3 separate regions of the Mus musculus genome follow, and regions 2 and 3 are each linked to region 1. The links are chromatin contacts, called in public HiChIP or PLAC-seq and promoter capture Hi-C maps. All regions are on one chromosome and are shown on one strand. The core of a region is the stretch at or near the end of the contact, and the rest is flanking DNA. Distances in the headings are between cores, read along the strand shown. Region 1 holds the start of Ajuba (ajuba LIM protein). Region 2 holds the start of Pck2 (phosphoenolpyruvate carboxykinase 2 (mitochondrial)). Region 3 holds the start of Zfhx2 (zinc finger homeobox 2).

Region 1 (2,562 bases), core at 24-2,523:
GCAATGCTGTTAGCTCGTCCTGGTAACGGGCCCCCGCGGCGCAGTCCCCGTAGCCTGTAACCGAGTGTCGTCCGGGTTGCGCCCCACGTCTCTCCAAAGGACCCGCTGTTCCCACCACGGCTCCGGTTAGAGCTCCGGGGCTGCCCAGGGCCGGGGGGTACGAGTGACGGCTCTCCTGGCAGCCGAATCCCACGGACCGATGGGCACATAGTCGGTCCAGGGCAGCGTGGAGCTCCGGGTAGGCGGACGGAGCCCCTCCAGGGTAGCCCGCAGGAGCAGTGGTCAGCGGGAGGCCGAATAGGCACGGCCCCGCGGGCAGCGGGCTCCCGTGGCGCTGGTCGTAGCCCATGCTGATGCCGCTGGTCCGATTGCTGCACGGCCGGCTACCTCCGGCTCCGCTGGCCCCGGCTCCGTCCAGCAGCAGGCTGCCCCGGGGGCTAGATGGCTTGCTCGCATCGCTGGCCGAGCTACTGGCGAAGCTGGAGCGAGGGCTAAGGGCTGGAGCCGTGGTCTCCAGCCGAAAATCAGGAGGCGACGACAGAGGCAGAGGCAGGGCTCGAGTGGGCGGCGGCCCCCCGGGAAAGGACCCTTCGAAGCGCTGCGCTTCAAAGGAGCCGCGTGCGTTCCGCTCGGCGTCCAGGGGCCCTTGCTCCCTGGCCGGTTCCAAAGGTTCATCTCCAGGCCCCCCATTCGCTCCACGGTGTCCTGACTTCCTAGGTCCCCCCAACCCGCTTAAGCGTCCCTTGCCTGCTCCGGGGGTCCCATCAGACCCAGACCGGCTCGCTTCGCCCTTTCTGCGGCCGAACTTGGCGCTGCCGGAGTCCGAGAGTCTCAACTTTTCTAGCAGACGACTGGCTTTCTCCCCTAACCGTTCCATGCCCACGGATCTGGGGCCTGCAGCCCCCTCCTCGCCCGGCACGCTGCAGTGTTTCGGCCAGAGGCCGGGCTCGAGTTCCCCGGGGCTCGGATTCCTGGGATGCAAGTCACTCACGGGGGCTCAGCGAGCGGCCCAGGTGCCGGGTGCCCGCGATCCCGAAGCATGCCCCAGCGAGAGGGTCCGCGCGCGGCTGGCAGGGCCCACGGTAGCGGCTGTCCTCCGCAGGTCTGTCCACGCGTCCGCTCGCGCCACCGCCCGCCGGCCCGGCCCGCCCCCCTGGCTCTCACTTGCACGGACCCAACTTCTCCAAACTTTTGTCTGCCTGGCCGGATCTACTTTCCGGGAAGGGCGGAGCGCGGTGTGCACCCCGGGTTGAGGTGTCCGCGCAAGGATTTCCTGGGCATCACAAGCAGGGAACTGTGGAAGCTGCCTCCGAGGTGGAGAGCTGCAGACAGGACGTAAAAGGTCAAGGGGCAGATTGGGCAGCTGCGTCCACAAAATTCAAGAGTTTAGACTGGGGGAGGGGGAGTGAAAAGGAACTCTTTGTTTACAGTTGGAATGCGCGGAGGGGCACTGTGGAATGTATCCATCAACGTTGGGAAGAAAAGGGCTTGTTCTACAGAAATATCGTGATACTGTTCCTAGAGTGAGGACTGCGGGGGAGACGGTGAGAGATGTCACAGAAGTGATAAGACAGGGGGCCAACCGTAAGAGGAAGATGAAAGGTGGATATGTAGGAGGTCCAGAGACCCGTGTGTAAAGATAGCTCTGAGAGGCAAGGAGGCGCAGGCAAGAAGTGTGGGAGCTGCAAGACCAACGAATGCATAAAGCAGGGAAAGGACAAGTTGGTCCGGAGACTTGAGAGACAAACAGATAAGCTGCAATAAAAAAAGCACTTTCTAGCCCCATGATTCTCTGATGGTGGAGTGGGAGGATACGAGGTTTATGTGCTTATATGAAAAGAAGCGAGGAAAATAACAGGCTGATCCCTGTCGCTAGAGGGACAAGAGGAAGATTTAGTGTGTACATAAAAACACGGAGAAAGGTTTTGGACTAAGGCAACCCTAAGGGCAATAGAGCGAGACACGGGAAGAGACACCCCCTGGTGTTGAGAAGTGAAACTTTTAGCGAGCATTTTAGGTGGCTAGAGATCAAAAAGTGTGATTTTTTCAGGCAAGGTTACACTCTCCCAACTCCGACCCTCTCATGGCTTCCTCATAAGAGGCTGATGGCAGAGTGGACAGCCATTCTTAAGGGGAGTGGACTAGATAAATGTTGAGGGTGGAAAGGGGTAAGACGTAATAATGACCAATGATCAAGGAAAGACACGCTTGACTAAAACCAGAACCAGGCAGCTTTTGTTTTCTATCCAAAAATAACACCTCAGATGGTGAGAGATAGGAAATGGTGGGAAATTACTTTCTTTCCACCCACCCCCAAACGGGGTGGGGGTGGGGGTGGGGGTGGGGTTCCTCTGGGTAGTCCTGGCTGTCCTGGAACTCACTCTGTAGACCAGACTGGCCTATAACTCAGAGACCTGCCTGCCTCTGCCTCTCACGTGCTGGAATTAAAGGTCTGGGCCACCACATCTGGCTTCCTTTTTGTATTTAGGGTCTATGAAAATGACACGCACACAACTCATGCATATTATTTTCATTTGTATATTTTGAGAATCTTTTATAATT
Region 2 (2,562 bases), core at 30-2,529, 960 kb after region 1:
GCATTGAAGCATCCTGGGCTGATATAGGGACCAGTTGCCTCTTGAGACTTTAACAGCAACATCCATTCTACCTTTGATAGTGGTACTAGCATTGCTCTCAATAACCACTTTATCAAGCTCATATCCAGGTATGACAGATAATTTGGCTACAGCAACAGAGCAGTGGACCATTTAGGTCCACACAGTCCTCTAAGGTCCACATGGCCTCCAAAGAATAAGAAACTCTGGACCACCTACCCCAGCAAGAGTAGGAGAGGAAGAGAGCCCTTGGCTGTTTAGGGAGACCCTGCCATAACTCAGGCTCCACAGCACTGAGCATCTCTGCTCACAGTTTCCATCCTAACCCCCAAAAGAAGAAGGGGTTTTTAAAGAAGCCCTCAGACAGTCTTAATAAAGACCACTGGGGTGGTTAGGGGACATCTATTGATCTTTGTCTCACTGCTCTGCCTCTGCCTCAGGCAGGTTGGTGCTTTGCATTATCAAGCTGACACCCAACAGAACCCAACTTAGACTCTACAGACTCAGCAATCCAGCAAAAAAAGGAGCTCATGTCCAAAGGTTAGAAAAGGTCTCAGACAGGGATCCCATGCCCCCGTCTCTGAACATCCTGATTGCTGTGGCCAGGGTGTGGGCCACACAAACTGGCCCTAAGAGAAGCAAGGTCAGACCCACATGATCTGATGGTTCTCCAAAGAAAGTCACAGTGCTGCAACCAGAAAGAGGATTCTGAGCATCATGGATGCGTTGAGTTTGGGTTGGTACAGCATTTGAATACCCAATGGTCTCAAGTTGGAATGAAATGTTGAGAAATTACACAAGGACTCTCTTTGGGATTAGGTGGGGGAGGGCATTAGAGGACCAAGGATATGTCTGTAAGCCTGAAACACCCCACCAATTCCATGGTGCTAGAGGAAACTCCCTTGATAAGAAGCTGGGCACGGACAATAGTTTGGTTTTGTTATTATTTGAGGACTAAGGAGAGCTTAGTTAGCATCTGGGACCCTGGAAAAGAAAAGCCTGAGGCTAGGAGTGCTCTGGAAAAGCAAACCTAGACCTTGAGGGTTTAGGCATCTTGTTATCCTGGGCTCCCCAGCCCTGGTCTCATCCCTCACTCTTAACTTGTTTTGCATTCGACATCTCTTGGTTGCTTTCTCTAAGGAGCAACAGCCTTCAAAGTTACATCAGTATCTTACAGCGTGGCTGGCCGAGTGGGCGGATCCCAAATTGAACTCCGGCCTCCAATGGCTTGAGGATGTGATGACTGTGGGGCGGAGGCTTCACCCAGCCCGGGGCCTTGAGCCCGGGCTAGTGAGCCGGCCTACAGAAGGGCGAGAGAACCAGCTAGGTTCCGCCCCGGGGACTGCCCGCCTCCTTTTTAAGCGCCTCCCGCCCAACCTCAACTCCCTCTGGCTTTGCTATGCTCCTTCCTTCCCCGCCTTCCTTGTCTCCCCGACTGCGCTCGTTCCTGTGGCCATCCCGCAGCGCCAGTCCAGGTGCCATGGCTGCTATGTACCTCCCCGGCCTGCGGTGAGTGACCCATAGCCCGGGGCCCACTCCGCGCTCCACCTTCCGGGCTTCCTCCGCTTGTTTCCCATCCTAGGAAGAGACTGGCAGGGTGGCTATTAATCAGTGTGGGTCTCACGGTGGTGCATCCCCCCCCCCCTCCGCATTCCCATCCCCAGCCATGCCAGGTTTCCTAGCCAGCCTCTGTGCTCTTCTGTCCCTCCCTGCGGCTTGTGTGCTGTTCTAGCTGCCACTCGCAACCTCCTCCCCCTTCTCCTTTGCCTTCCTGAGCCCTATCTCTGCAAATGCTCTACTTAGCAGATGTAATTCTTTCAGACCAAGGGCTCCTAGTCCAGCTTTCAGTGTGTGAGTAACCATTAAGGCCTTGAGGCCATAGGGTTTGAGGCCCCGGGGACCCGAGCTCAAAGCTCCCTAAAGACGGTAGAAGGTAAACATCACTTGCAGCCTCCCTGAGAACAGAACGGAACCTGGCACGAAGCCCAGTGAAGCCTCTGGGGACTAGGGGGGGAGGGAGACAGGGAGGGAGAGAAGGAAGGAAGCAAGCAAGATGGGAGGAGGGCAGACTGCCTTTTTAACTTGGCCGGCTTCCCCCAGTAGGTCCTGGACCCCAGGCTTGTCCTGGCTGGCTCCCCCTGCCCCACCCCCCATACAACCGGGCCTCTTCTCCGTATACCCCTCTCTCCATGGTCTAGGATGTAAAAGAGTCTAAACTGACTCCTTATCTCTTCTTCGCAGTTTACTTGGTTAATCCATGTGAGAGTGGTCTATGAAGGATAGAGAGAAGGTCCCTCTCAGGGGCGTGCAGGAGAATTGGGGTGGGGCTGGGAGAAGCTGTGCTTCCCATAAGACAACTGGAGCCAATACCTGGGGATCAAAGCTTTCAGGATCATGCATTTAAAATTAATTTCTCAGGGAAACTGTCATGTGCAGAAAAACACACAAAGAGACCTACCTTGCTGTGCCCCCACCCCCTGGGGCCACACAAAGTATGCTGCCTTTTTTGTCTTCTGGAAAACACCCCACCCAGGCCCAAACTCC
Region 3 (2,562 bases), core at 19-2,518, 510 kb after region 1:
GAAACAGGGTGAAATAAACTGGTGAGATAATAAATGTATATACAATGGCAGAGTGGGGGAAGGGAGGAAAATTAAGTCAGCATGGATGAGGTTGGCGATGGAAAGCCCCTGGAAAAGCAGAGGACACACTGGAGACCCAAAGTCTCCAAACAAGGGGATCAACAATGTCAGAAGTTCCGAGGCTTTCCTGCCCAGGGTGAATAGCAGGCTGTTGTGCCCACGTTGAAAGGGCACTAGGGTCTTCAGGGGGAGGCACATCGGCTCCATGCCCCCACTTCTCAGGTCCCTGACCCCAGACTACCACAATCATGGCTGATAAGCAAACTCCAAAGTAGCTGAAAAGGCCACAGTTGTACAGACAGACCCTGAGGGAGAGCAGTGGATGGCCAGTCAGGCAGTCTAGGCGTGACACACAGGGACAGGGGTACTCGGAAAGGATCACTCGGATGAGAGGTGTCACTGTCACAGAACTGGATATAGATGGGGTGGGGAGCCAAGTGAAAAATGGCACAACCACAGATCAGTGGGGGCGCAGGCACAGTGAGAAGCGTGGTCCAGAGCTCAAAAAATGAGAGCGGATGGAGAGTCCGGGTGGCAGGAGAAGCAGGGCAGGCATGCTTCGCCGCCAATGGGGCTCCCCTCACCTACTTCAGGCAAAAATGAACATTAAAGATATACACTCCCCCTCCCACACGGCACCCCGGCGCGCTAGCCCATCCATCAGCCCTTCCGCCCGGGTTTCTCCCCCATCTCTCAGCCAGCTGAGATCCTATGCGCTGCAGGCCCCTCCAGGCTGATAGCTCAGAGCCCTCGCACTCACCCGGCCTCCCTTTCCCTCCAGGAACCCCGCTCCCGGTAGAGCTCGGCGCGGTACGTCTAGGCTCTCGCTGCCCTCTGTCCGGCTGGCCCTATCTTTCCCTTCTCCGTTTCTTCCACCTCTGCCTCTTCCCCATCCCCACTCGCGCGCCCTTTCTCCCCAGTACTCCTGTCCCCTTCTCCCCGGCTGTCTGTCCGTCTGAGTCCCCTCCCCCAGCCTCTTCCCGTCCCTCTCCGTCCCCATCCAGTAGCAATCTCCCAGCGCCTCCTCTCTTCTCGATCTCGAGATTCGGAAGAGCATGGAAGGGAAGGAGAGTGAGAGGCAGAGAAGAGGGGGGAAAAAAGAAAAAAGAAAAAAAAAGAAAAAAAAAAAACACACCAACCCAGCAGCATCGGAAATCGATGCACTTACACCTCAGCTGGAAGCAGGGACGGGAGTCGAACCGCGGCCGCCAAGCAGCGCGAGGCGGGGAGGGGAGGGGGCGGCTCTTGGAAGGGACTTCTCCGATGTGTTGATTCCTTTTTTGCCCCTCCTCCTCCCTCCCTTCAGCGCTCGCTCCGGGGCGTCAGGGACGGAGATGGAAAAATAAATAAATTCACGGCGGTGAGGGAAGTGAAAGAAAATAATCAATGCTATTTGGCTGCGGCTGAAGTGTTTTCCCGGCTTCGTGAGTGGGTTTCCATTGATTCACCCTGGGCACTGGCTTGCTCCCTGTCTCCTCCTCCTCCTCCTCGCCCTCCTCCTTCAAGCCCTCACTCCTCCGCCTCATTCACTGGCTGGAGCCAAGGCGTCCCACACAATGGAATAATCAATACCCAGGCGCCCGGGGCAGCCCCACTGAGCAGGTGCAGCGACCCGCCCGCCGCAATGCATACTGGGAATTGTAGTCTATAGGTGTCCGCCCTCTATAGACAGCTAGCGGAGTCAACCGGTGTCCCAGGACGCAGGGACCTGGGTGGGGGCCAAGATCTCAGGGCGGGGCAGACCGTCCATATCCACAGGCTTCTTCCTTGACTCAGGCAGTAGGTCTACCCTATGCCTGCAAAAAGGGCAGGTCCCTTAAAACTCTTGTTCCCTCCTCTTTATCCTGCTTACAGAAGTGTGTTTTATTTTTATTTAAAAAATTTTTTTTCGAGACAGGGCTTCTATGGGTAGCTTTGGCTGTCTAGAACTCGTTTTATAGACTAGATTTCTGCCTCTACCTCCCAAGTGCTGGGTGTTGTTTTATTTTAAAGCACTATTGCTTCGCAGAGCCTTCAGGAGGTTCATCCCTATTTCACTCCCTTCTTCTAGTCTTATCGTCCCCCCCCCCCCCGTTTGATTACTAGAACATTCTGTTTCATAGCAGTTTCATAGTGTTTCTCTCAGTGTTGTTGTGTTCTTAACTCAGTGTTGGGAAGGGAGATGGGAGGCTTTGGTTCCTTCTCCTTAACAGCTCATCAGTGTTTTATATTCTAAATTTTAAGATTCTGAAGCGAAGCTGCGCGTGGTGGCACACGCCTTTGATCTAGCACTTGGGAGGCAGAGGCAGGTGGGTCTCTGAGTTTGAGGCCAACCTGGTCTACAGAATGAGTTCTAGGACAACCAGAGCTACACAGAGAAACCCTGTCTTAGAAAAAAAAAAAAGATTGTAAAGCAGAGTATACAGGACTTTATTTTATATTTTATATTAGAGGAAAATAAGGTTTCCCAGCTCAAGATTGCATGGCCGATAAGTAATAGTCCCATGATGTAAACCCTCAGTG

The links. Promoter capture Hi-C pulls out the DNA fragments that hold promoters and counts their contacts. HiChIP or PLAC-seq counts read pairs in DNA pulled down with a chosen protein or histone mark.
Region 2: a contact with region 1 is called in an HNF4G HiChIP or PLAC-seq map of pancreatic cancer cells. The contact joins the promoter of Pck2 here to the promoter of Ajuba in region 1. A contact is called at or near these places in 1 of 39 promoter capture datasets (embryonic stem cells) and 1 of 115 datasets of contacts at active chromatin or transcription factors (pancreatic cancer cells).
Region 3: a contact with region 1 is called in a promoter capture Hi-C map of the HPC-7 cell line. The contact joins the promoter of Zfhx2 here to the promoter of Ajuba in region 1. A contact is called at or near these places in 4 of 39 promoter capture datasets (the HPC-7 cell line, embryonic stem cells, liver and 1 more), 4 of 484 Hi-C or Micro-C datasets (embryonic stem cells and extraembryonic endoderm stem cells), 5 of 115 datasets of contacts at active chromatin or transcription factors (bone marrow-derived macrophages, embryonic stem cells and pancreatic cancer cells) and 1 of 9 other capture datasets (adipose tissue).

The regions. Positions count from the first base shown.
Region 1 is chr14:54,576,388-54,578,949 of GRCm38.p6, forward strand. Ajuba (ajuba LIM protein) reads right to left here and starts at 1,274. Exons shown (of 8, transcript NM_010590.5): 1 at 1-1,274. The coding sequence starts at 877.
Region 2 is chr14:55,538,987-55,541,548 of GRCm38.p6, forward strand. Pck2 (phosphoenolpyruvate carboxykinase 2 (mitochondrial)) reads left to right here and starts at 1,280. Exons shown (of 10, transcript NM_028994.3): 1 at 1,280-1,527. The coding sequence starts at 1,499.
Region 3 is chr14:55,090,780-55,093,341 of GRCm38.p6, forward strand. Zfhx2 (zinc finger homeobox 2) reads right to left here and starts at 1,269. Exons shown (of 10, transcript NM_001039198.1): 1 at 1,229-1,269.